Linked DNA regions of Triticum aestivum: region 1 is linked to region 2. The links are chromatin contacts, called in public Hi-C maps. All regions are on one chromosome and are shown on one strand. Each heading gives the region's core, a stretch centred on a gene start, on an enhancer-like site or on the middle of the called end of the contact. The rest is flanking DNA. Distances are from core to core; before and after follow the strand shown.

Region 1 (5,397 bases), core at 2,603-5,102, 420 kb before region 2:
TCCCCATCCATCCCCATTTTATCCACAGGGAATCTTTGTGGAGGACATCGAAGCCCCAATAGAACAAAGATATGATATGAGTGCCACCCATGCATGCTGTCAATCACACAGACAGAGGCGCCAATGATGATGGTTTTGCTCCACCCCTGCTCTGGGTGCCTGCACAGTGTCAGGGAGGGAGGGGCGGCGAATGATTACATCTTGCAGGGTTGTTTCTGCACAGAATCATCCTGCCCAGCTAGGTGGAATTTGTGCTGGCATGTGTATTGGGAGGGTGTTTCTGCACAGAATTACTAGCTGCCTGAGGCATGAGCAGCTAGCATAATTCTTCTTCTCCCCCCACTCCCAACTTTCACCAGACGGCTCGCTGCCTTTTACTCCATTTGCATTATTATTGCCAATGGCAGATGCACTCAATAAATGGAATCATGCTGATTTTGGTGCTATTGCCAGCCGGATACCCGAGGGGCAGCAATTTCTTTCCCACCTCGATCGCATCAAATGGAAGAGGCTGATGCCGCATGTGGTTGCGGCAGGGTGCATTAACCAGCTTGTGATCAGTGGGCGTGTCATGTACGTACCGGTTTTAGGAGTTACTAGGGCTGTGACGTGCGAAGCCCTATCATGTGAGGCCCCTGCTTTCGGCTCCCTTTGCATCAAATGAATTTATTTTTATGGTTGCCAATTTCTGGTATTAAGTGGAGTAGTATACAAATTTCTAGTATTCGTCTTTAATACATGTGTGGGAATACCCCTATCATTGATAGTCCCTCTGCTCTCATTTACAAGTTTCACATGCATTTTAATTAAAAAAACTGACCATTAATTTGGTCAAAAAAATATGAATTATATGATACAGAAATTATACTACAATTGTAAACTTCTTTTGGGCATTAATCTGTTAGAAATATGTTGTGGTCTACCCCCTATTTCTCCGTGCTTTTCTGTGGCGCCGCTCACAATGGCATATCCGAGGCTAGGGGTAGGGACCTTCTTATACTGTGTTTCCAAAGAGTGCGGCTCTTGTACAGTTATAAGATTCCTAGTCTTTAAACTAGTTTCCGGATAGAGTCCAGATCAAACTACCAACCACGATATAATGTGTATGTTAGCGGATCCTATCCGTCGAGTCCCCGAAGCACGCGTTTGTGAGCAACGCGTCATAATAGAGTATAAATTCCTCTAATTATGTAGATCAACATTAGGACCGTAATCTAATTACACGATCTAGCTTTATGAGTATTTTTTGTGACATATAACTAATATTTGGTTGACCAAACTGATGATTTTATTAGAACGCCTGAGGCATTTACATATACTAAGCCCGAATAGAGGAAATATCATTTTTAAGCCACGTCGGAGTCAAAATTGCAAGGTCGGTGTATGTTAGAGATAAACCATGAAAATTGACTGGTCTAGAATCCGCGGACCTCTAAGAAAAGCATAAAAACTGAATTTTGTGCAGCTAGTTGTCGTTACACCTCATTATTCAAAAAGTATTCTCCAAGTTTCCAAAAATATGAAATAATTTGTGGATATGGTTCATTAGATATCATGAGCAATCCTCAAATATACTTCTTGAAGCATAAAAAAAGGACAGTTTTATGACTATATAACCCGGTCACTGTTCATCGCTCTCATTGTTTTTCCTAGGTCATAAATGATTCTATTTCTTGATGTATTTCGATAGCACGTGCACATGAATAAGCCTGAATTACATGCATGGTTTATTTAACATTTTCTAGATAAAAATTGGAAAAGGAATAATAAATAAGGAAAGGGAATATAAATCGAGTTAGTGCCAACTAGTTGCCAAAATTACTTTCGGCAAAGGAACTTCCATACTGATGAAGACTTTGTTAACTGTACGCGTATGTCAAGATTCCAATTGTTAAAATGGGACCATCCAACGTAAGGATTAGGACAATTACCACGGCGAGAGCGGCAGGCATTTTGGCTTATGCTTTGATGCAAAGGAAGAAAAGTTAGGCTTATCTCCATTGGGTGAGGTCCAAGAGTTTGGATGTTAACATCGTTTTCCAGTAACCACAAACCAGTGGATTATTGAGTGGTCACCAATTTTGACCAGTTATGGCCTTGGAGCAAAGAACATGTGTCCCTAAATAATGGTACTACTTTGCAATAAGCCTTTCTGCTGTTCATTGGCCAGTTTTCCTAATCAGGATCGTTGATGTTAACCATCACTAGAGATGGCAAGGCCAGTAAAATTGTTCATCTTGAAGAAAGTGCATGTCTAACTAGGACCTTACGTAAGCCGTTGGGTCAGATGATAACGCGCAGAAAATGGACTAAGCGAAGGTCAAAATCAAGATCACACGTCTAGTCCCCGGAGCTTGCTCTGGTTAGGCTCTACAAAAGTTTCTATTACGGTACTTTTGTCTTTGTTGACACCTAAACATGTGATGCACAAATGAGAAAACTTTGCTGCTAGTTGCACTTCTCATCCAAAATTAAATATTTCAGTGGCTCCAATTATTTATATTTTTAAGAGAATATCATAAGTCTTTCACTTAATATATGCTTTATATAATTATTAGCAGTAGTACTTCCTTTGTAAATTGTAAAGAAATATAGTGATCTAAACGCTCTGATATTTCTCTATGGAGGGAGTAACATTTATAGATGTATATCCCTTTCCCTTTCCCCCAACGTCGTGTGCGCGCGCGCGTAGCAGTCAAGTAGATGTGCACGAAAACTATATAGGGCAAACCATACGCATTACATGTCCCTGAAATACGCGATAGCTACAGCAAGTGTGCCACCACAGGCTTTTCTCCAAGATACCCGATGGATACAGATACTCCTAGTATTACCCTAGCCACTGATTGACAAAGAGATGGTTCCGACTCGCGCGTAAATTACAAGCAGGATCATACTGTCAGTCGCTCCAGCAAATCATACAGGAGTATGTTCCACATAATTTCACGAGATATATCATGTCATGAAAAATAAATTTGTAAGGATAATCATGGCAGATATAATAATTTAAAGGCCGTCTTTCTTTCCCATTTGGTCGTCACACAGATCGAAAATTTTGTACGCCACCCATCCAATTATACGAGTAGACACCAAAGGAAAATCTTCTGCGGGAGGGAAGCATCTTCTGACACGGCTCTTGATCTGCATGCTAGCTAGCCTGCTATGGAGTTAGTGTGAAAGACTAAATACCTAATGATGATATCGGTGATGCCATAGCATCACTCTGGCCCATCACCATCACTAGATTAGATGCGCTTTTAGGTTTGGAGCTTTGAGGGGGGTTGCCTTGCCATGATAAAGGCAGCGTGCACGACGGTCCATGCATATGACGCTCCAAGCAAGCATGTGGATGGCGCTCAGTGTCCCAATGATTACCCAGCCACCATTATACCCGATCCATTTTATATAGTATTAGCATGCTTGTTCTTAGCTAAAGAGACCGCTAACTAATTTAAAAATTAGCTCCAAGAGGCTTACACTATTTTGCCAAATCTTTAGCCTTACGGCGACAGTCTTAGATGTCCAGAAACTATTTTCGAGAGTGTTACTACAAACTATTTTTCGAGAAGTAAAACCGTGATAAATGTGTTTAGAACTAAGCAGTGCCGAACAGATGTTAGGTGCTTGGGAGTCAAAAAGTAGAGGGTGCTTTAACGGAAACCAGCGCTACGTACATCGGTGATGAGGCGATCATGGTGGTAGCCTTTATTGAAAATTTCAAAGTCAAAACGCCGTTTCGTCCTGGATCCGTTTAGCCGCTTCCCACGCATGCAGTGTTCTCATTTCTCATTCAACCCTCCTCGCCTCAGGAACACAGGTAGCTACTGTTGAACGTTGATCAACAGCCACCGGCACATGGCCCCCATCGCTGCACTTGCCGCCCACGCCCCGCATGTCAGTGCTGTCTCGCCAAAATAAGCTAGCCCGTACTCCGGTCTACCAAAAACCCGTCCAGGAACTGGGATCGGCTAAAGCGAAGCGGTAGGATTTATGAGGTCCCGTCTACCACCAGTAGCTCGGGAGGTGGCTTACGCTGACACGGCATTAACATTCAATGAACTCCAACGGACTCCATGGAATGGAGAAGCCATCCATGGTCATGGTCATGGCCTCGCCAACGGCTACCATCACCAACCATGTCACCGTTCAAATTAGTGTGACGGAGTGTTGTTTGTTTCGTGTGTAGAGTACCACTAATCCCAGAATAAGCAATTAGATAATCTGTTATCCAGTAGCGAATAGCCAATGAGCCTTGGGATTATTAGTCCTACTTGTAGCTTGGGTCAAACTTTAACCTTTGATTTAACTATCAAAAATAAGTTATATACCCTAAAAAGTATCATTGAAAACCTCTTTCAAATATGAATCCAACAATATAAGTTTTGTGACATACTCCCTTCATCCCAAAACAAGTGTCTCAACTTTGTACTAATTTCAAAGTTGTACTACCTCCGTCCTGGTTTATTAGCCCCCTTTGTATTGTGTGCTAAATTTTGAGCTTAAATTTAACTAGCAAAATGTTAATGCATGTCATAAAAAATAGTACAATTAGAAACTATGTTTAAATACGAATCCAACTATATAATTTTCTATGACATGCATTAATATTTTGTTAGTTAATCTCTAGTCAAAATTTGGCACAAAATACAAAAAAGACTTATAAACCAGGACGGAATAGTATTAAGTTTAAGACACTTATTTTGAGATGGAAGGAGTATAACTTACAACTTATTAGTCAGATCTATGATCAAAGTTCGACCTAAAATACAAAAAGACCAATAATCCCAGAATAAGCAATTAGATAATCTGTTATCCAGTAGCGAATAGCCAATGAGCCTTGGGCTGCATGCTGGAGCGGACAGGACAGGAAATGGATTTCATGATGGCAAGTACATGAGCATGTGTGGTGTCAGATTCTAGCACAATGGATGCACGACACGAGGTGAATGCGGCAGCAGGCGCGCTGCATGAAAGGCTGGGGGGCCATAGTTCCAAATGGTACTATGGTTAAATGTCAACGGAATTGACCTAATTTTTGTTACTCGGGTCACATCAAAAGAAGAAAATTGTTACTAGGGTGTCAACTTACGGTTGCACAGCCCTCGATGGCGCACCGTTGTAAACACACCCTTGCCATGTATCTCATATCCGACATCCTATATACAGATAAAATCATGGAACGTACTAATACGTAGATCATCATACGCGCAAAATGGACTCTAAACCGATGGCGAACAAGCATAAATTCACATATAAACATCATCAAAAGATCGGTCATAGTTCACACTGTTCAAACTGTCCGGCAAATGCTAACTAGATACTACGAGCTAGATATGAGAGGGCGGAGCTTCACCACTTCCTTGGCGGTCCTTTGCCCTTCTGGTTGCCGGCACTCCT
Region 2 (6,110 bases), core at 2,443-4,942:
AAGTTGCTCATAAGCTCGCCAGATTAGCTAGATTTTCTTTGACTTCCGATTGGTTTGAGGAACCCTTAAATGAAATTGTAACGATCCTCACAAACAATGTAATGGTTATTTGTAATGAATAAAGTTCCTGATTTTAATTCAAAAAAGGCACAAAACTTGTGTGTTTTTGACAAAAATCTACATGTGCACAAGGAGCATAGATGTTTTTTCTGAAAAGGAGGTTATCCCCCGGCCTCAGCATCCGAAAGATGCATGCGGCCATATTATTAAACAAGTTTAGCAAAAACACAAAGTCTGTAATCCGGAGTACAGGAGCATAGACATGAACATGTGTCATTTTTTCAGAACATATCTGCTGGTCAACCTCAATTGCTTGGGGAAAATGGTGTTTTCGCCTTTTTTCTACCATACTGATATTAGGAAACATGATTGCCTACTCGTTATCAGTGGAAACGGGGATACTTGCAGCAAGAAATGTATGGAAGAGTTAGGCCCTGTTCGGCAAATTTGAACGACTCTTCAAATTTGAACTGAATGCTGCTCCGCTCCGGAGCGGAGTTGGAGAGGGGAGAGAGCCCGAAGTCTTAGCTTATCTTAAGATTGGTGTCAAATTCTCAAAAGAAAAAAACACTCAGAAATTTCTCAAAAGAAAAAGACGAAAAGAAGAACCTTTACAAACATGTTTCCTGCAAGCCTGCATTTCATTTTATAAGGACCTGACAACCTAGGAGGTTATCAGGCGAAGCAGCAGCGCAGAAGAAATGGTCCGGTCGGTCCGGGGCGTGGCAATCACGATGGACGTTTTTCCGCAGAAAGAACCAAAAAGGAAGAGCGGCACGCACGCACGCACGCACGGACACCACCACCTGCGCAAAGGGTCGGGCATCATTGAGACGAAGGGATTGAGAGCAAATCATGCGCTGGGGTTAGGGGTCGGATCCCATCGATTGCATTCTTCCTTCGGGAATTGGGCAGGGAAGATCATCATCACCCATCACAGAGGACGGAGACGGAGAGGAACAAGACATGTGAATTATACGCTCGTACAGTGAAGGAAGGGGGGAGGAGAGGGTGAAAAAAAGGGAGGGGAGCTATGAACCTGGCGTGTCAGGAGGCCATGCCGTGGCTAATGCCATCACGAGGGTAGCTGCATGATTTGGCTTGTCAGCGGGCCTTTTCAGTGTCAATGCCGCCATCAGCTTTTCAACCCGGCCAGCGCGACAAAAGGCATCCCCTCGCACACACACACTCATATTCCGTCGGGTCACGAGCAACAGTAACACGGGCCGGCGTCCTACTACCGCATGCCATATTGTCATGCCCCCATGCCATTCACTTTCGCTAAGCAGGGTTGCCGCCTAATTGCATGGCTGCATGCCTACCCTGATCCGGCCCCAACCCACATCTCTCACCCCCCTAACCGCACGATCGCCCGACTTGATGGCTATCTTCTGCGTGCGCTTTTTGTTTCCGCCGTGTAGTAGCGTGGATGGAGTTCCCGGCCGGCCTTTGGGATGGTGGGGATGGTGGTGGGGTGCCGCCCCAAATGGGACGGGTTCGGGAGGAGCTACGCGCTAGAGAGCGAAAGGGAGCATACATGGAAGGAGAATTACACGAGACAAGAATGTGTTGTGCGTGGATGAGAGAGAGGGCAGCGACGACTATTCTACTCCTCCTCCCTACGTTTCCATACCGAGTAGCTGGCGATGGCAAGCGTGCGAGGAAGGTGCTAACTGCTATAGATAGCGCAGCAAAGGTGATGTCTTATAGCTTGGCTTTTGTTTAGGCCCACGTTAATCTATCTGCTCCTGCTCGTGGGGATGCATCCATGCAAGGCGGGCATTATAAAAATGGCGCTGCTAATGATGGGTTTAGGTTAGGGAAACCTCGCAAAAGGACCATTATTCTACTCCTAGCAGGAAAGCGCAGGCGCAAGTACAGGCTAAGCCAATTGATTAATGGAACAACAGGAGTAAGTACCACTGTAAGCAGAGGGGCTGCCTCCGATCATGAATTCACAGCGCACAATTGAGCATGAGATGATACTACAAGCCTATTCTACTAGGAAATAAACTTCTTCTATTACGGACGGACGGGCGGATGCTCAACTTACAGTTACAGGGACAAGAACAGACCAAGAAAGGTGCCACTTTTGAGATCAGATAATCTAATTAATCCTAAATCGCGAGCTTCCATCGGATCCCAAGAACAGATAAAGCTTAGATTTCTAGACATCAGACGGCGCCCTTTCTTGGGGTTAATTTCTTAGTGGAACCAACGATCGATCCAAACTACAGAAAGAAAAGTAATGCAATGATAACTGAAATGAAAGCTAAATGTCTTTGCCTTTCTCCTTCCCTCTCCTTCTTCTCTGCCTCTGCTCTCCTTAGCTCACGCCGACTGCGGCGACGAGGCTCCGTTCAGCTTACGGCCGGCGGCGAAGATGGGTGTGGGCGTGGCGGTGGTGGTGGCGGTGGAGGCTGAGGAGGCGGTACCGTTCATGTTGAAGCCGGTGGCGGTGGGGGCCGGGGAGCTGTGGCTGGCGGAGGGGTTGAATGGCGCTCCTGGTGCGGGGCTGGCCGGGGCGAGACGGAATGGCCCGCCGGCGGCAGGGGCGGTGGGGGTGGTCGCGGCGGAGGAGGCCGCGGCTGAAGCGCTGCGGCGGGCGCTGTGGCCGCCGAGGTAGTTGTGCTTGTTGTTGTGCATCCAGACCTTGAAGACGCCCTTGCTCACGCCGATGTCGCGGCACCACTCGTCGACCACGCCCTCGTCGCGCTTCTGGAGGCGCCACCCCAGGCGCTCCGACAGCTCCTGCATCCGCTGCTTCTGCTCCGCGGTGAACTTGGTGCGGAATCGCTTCCTGGCCGGCATCATCCCGTGGGGCGGCGGCGCCGTCGCCGGCGAGAGCTGGGCGGGGAGCCTGCTCTGGCCCTGCGGCGCCCCCAGCGCGCTGGAGTTGAGAGAGAGCAGCATGTGTGGGTGTGGCGCAGAAGAGATGTACGACGGCGGCTGCTGCGCCACCGGAGCCGGAAGGTGCGCGGGTGGAGGGTGCTGGGGCGGGGAGACGGAGCGCTCGTCGTCGTACTCGGAGCCATCCGAGTCGGAGTCAGAGTCGTCGCCGTCGACGCCCGGGAGCCGGTCATCCGGCGTCTCCTGCCCGTGCCCGCGCTGCGGCAGGCCATGGAGCACGGTGGCCGGCATGGGCATGGGCATGGGCGGCGCCGGCAGCAGGGCCGGCGGGGGCGGGGGCGGGGGCGGCGGCGACCCCTCCACCATCACGAGGCGGTGGAAGTTGCGGTGGCAGCCGCAGGCCGCGCACTTGTACGAGGCCGGGTCGGCGGTGTTAAGCTCCACCACCGGCATCCACTCGCCGCAGCCGTCCACGGCGTGCGCGCCGATGGCCGCCGCGTGGTTCTTGAGGCACTCCTTGTACGTGGGCACGGCCTCCACCGCCGCCGGCGGCGCCGGCGGCTGCACGGCCGCCGCCTGCCGGAGCTTCTTGACGGAGCCGTTGGGGTAGAGGGCCGGCCGGTACTTGACGTCCATGGCCTCCATGCTCCGCTCTCCCTCCGCTCGCTCCGCGGTGTCACCCGGCTTGACAAGGATTACTACCGCTAGTGGGCTTTAGTTAGGGACGGGCGGGGGTCAAGGGAGTGAGGAAAACTACAGGTAAGGATGTGAAGCGAGGCCAAGGCGAGGAGATAAGAGTATAAAAAGGGAGGGCGACGGCGACGCTCAAAGACGAAGCCCCATTAATCCATGCCATTAGTGATGAGCATATGCACACAAAAGAGAAATTTCCCAAAGATCGTAGAGATATGTAGATAGATAGATAGATTAGATCATGACGACACACGGTGTTGAATCGGTTGCAGGTGCATCTGTATCCCGCGTCACACCGTCACCGCCCAGGAGTAAACATGGACCGCTGATCAAAGGATCAATCAAGACGGGCGCCACCCAAACCCGGCCGTTTTTGTTTGACCTCCATGATTTTCTGCGCTGTCAATTTGCATCATCATCACACGGATGGACGCGACGCGTGTACACCACTGTTGTACATTCGTCACACAATTTGAGCTGTCAATGCATGTTTTCATTATTAATTAGGTGAAAATTAGCAGTAAGCATGCACTGTCAGCCACGTTTAACGATTTTCACCAACCACAAATATCACCATGCAATAACGTGAGGAAGCACATTATCACTGGGCACAACTAATCTGGAAAACACAATGCGGTTTCTCCCCTGAACCTTTGATTTGAAGTTGCTACTTATGTGATCAAGTAAGAAAACGTGTAAACTGTTCTCACCAAAAGTTACGAGCAATAGCGAATGTTAAAACCATAATAACACAAATAATGCATTCTTACCAAACAATTGTAAATCCCAAAACACAGGCATCGATTTTGGGATAGAACCATGGGGGTCAATTATCACCGCCACTTATGTCAGTCTCAAGCGGATACGTGTATATACATAATATATTTGCCACAACGCGTAACAAATTGCAATAACATAATTCAGTTTTCGCAACACTCGGTGATCATGTGAGACACACATGAAACCCATTTTAAGCATCTATTATCGAGCATAGCTAATTTCAATACATCTAATTTAGCATAGCACATTTAGAGTTGCTAAAAAAAATCGACACCATATAAGTGGTGTCAATTTTGCTTAGCCATGGATTTGAGATGTCGCTTGTGTCACAAAAAATGAAGAAATATGTTAATAGTTATCCTGTATTTGAGTTGTCACTAGTGTAATCAGATAATTAGGAAACATGTAAATCATTACCCTGGTTTGAGATGTCATCACGTAATTATAGAATCAAGAAACGTGCAAATTGTTACCTGCCATTTGAGCTATTATTGATGTACATAATTATACAACCAAGAGATGTATAAACCATTACTCAAGATTGAGGTGTCATTAGTGTCATTGGAGAGTACAATGAACTTGTAAACCAATTTTTATTATCTTCTACCAACTATAGCAAATCTGAAAGCCATAGTACACAGATAACAATCCAAGGATTGAAGACCTCAAAAGCACAACATCAATATTTGCCTATAATTCTTAAGCGCATAACAAAAATATTATTTGCCATAAACAATAGTAAACTCTAGTAACACAATGTCGAATGCCCCCTAATGCTCCATCTAAGCTATGTGATTAAGCCAGAAAATTCATACACCACTTCAAGAAACAACAACCAATTGTGGAAATAACTAGCATAAAAAATATCATTGCTTATCGCAAATCTCGATTCCATAACAAAGCGGACTTTTCTTTAAATCCCGAATTGAGCTGTTCTCGGTAACATCAAACATTACAAACATGCAAACAATAGGATAGTATTATAGTTTTCATCAGTTTAGTAAAACAATCAAGATGCCTGTGAATCATTAACCTATATTTGGGTTGTTATCGGTGTAATTTGGCACACAAGAAATGTGTAGAACATTCTTTCAAACTTGAGAATCAGTGGTGTCATTTGATAGTCAAGAAACCTATAAATCATATGTATCTAGCTCTTAGAAACCTCAAACCGCAGTGTCACACTTTGCTTATAACCCTTGATATTCTTATACGGAACATGTAAATTTTTTTTTTTTACTAATTCTCACCAACTATGATAAATATCAAGCATGCGCAAGATGTACCCTAGCCTAATATGTTTTTGACATGCCATATCAAATAATAATAATGTAAATGCAATGGGAATTTTTACTAATCTTGAATTTGAAATATCATTTGTATTGTCTAATACATGGTAAAGGAATGTTTAAACGATATTTATCCTCTGTCGTAGACTGATGACATAACATAGTCCGAAACACATGACATGTCATAAAACATTTGGTCACCAACTTAATTAGAAAATCTCAAAATCATGATGCATCATAAGTTTTTTCTTGAACATTGAACTAGAGTTGCCATATGAATCATGGGATACTTAAAGGGCATGTTGATTTTTTTGTCAGCTATAATTTTGTTGCCTTCCGCTAGAAAAGAACTTGAAACGACAATGCAAGTGCTCTGAGTTTTAGTCGTCATCTTTATGCTTGGATAGTCAATAGTCATGTATTTTTTTGGATAATCAA

The links. A called contact is a pair of places that touch in the nucleus more often than the background predicts.
Region 1: a Hi-C map of leaf shows a contact between it and region 2, with 6 times the contacts expected there. The contact joins the enhancer-like site here to the promoter of LOC123121651 in region 2. A contact is called at or near these places in 1 of 5 Hi-C or Micro-C datasets (leaf) and 1 of 1 datasets of contacts at active chromatin or transcription factors (leaf).

What each region holds. Positions count from the first base shown.
Region 1 is chr5D:345,623,291-345,628,687 of IWGSC CS RefSeq v2.1, reverse strand. No RefSeq gene overlaps it. Among protein-coding and RNA genes, the nearest start is that of LOC123121652, 99 kb to the left of the region's middle. Within about 2 kb of position 3,852, at least 1 of the 8 cell types and tissues checked has an H3K27ac peak or open chromatin away from gene starts, as enhancers often do. A contact at or near this core is called in leaf, where this site is marked.
Region 2 is chr5D:345,204,124-345,210,233 of IWGSC CS RefSeq v2.1, reverse strand. It overlaps LOC123121651 (zinc-finger homeodomain protein 9), which reads right to left and starts at 3,692. Exons shown (of 1, transcript XM_044541667.1): 1 at 2,060-3,692. The coding sequence starts at 3,555. The coding sequence ends at 2,392.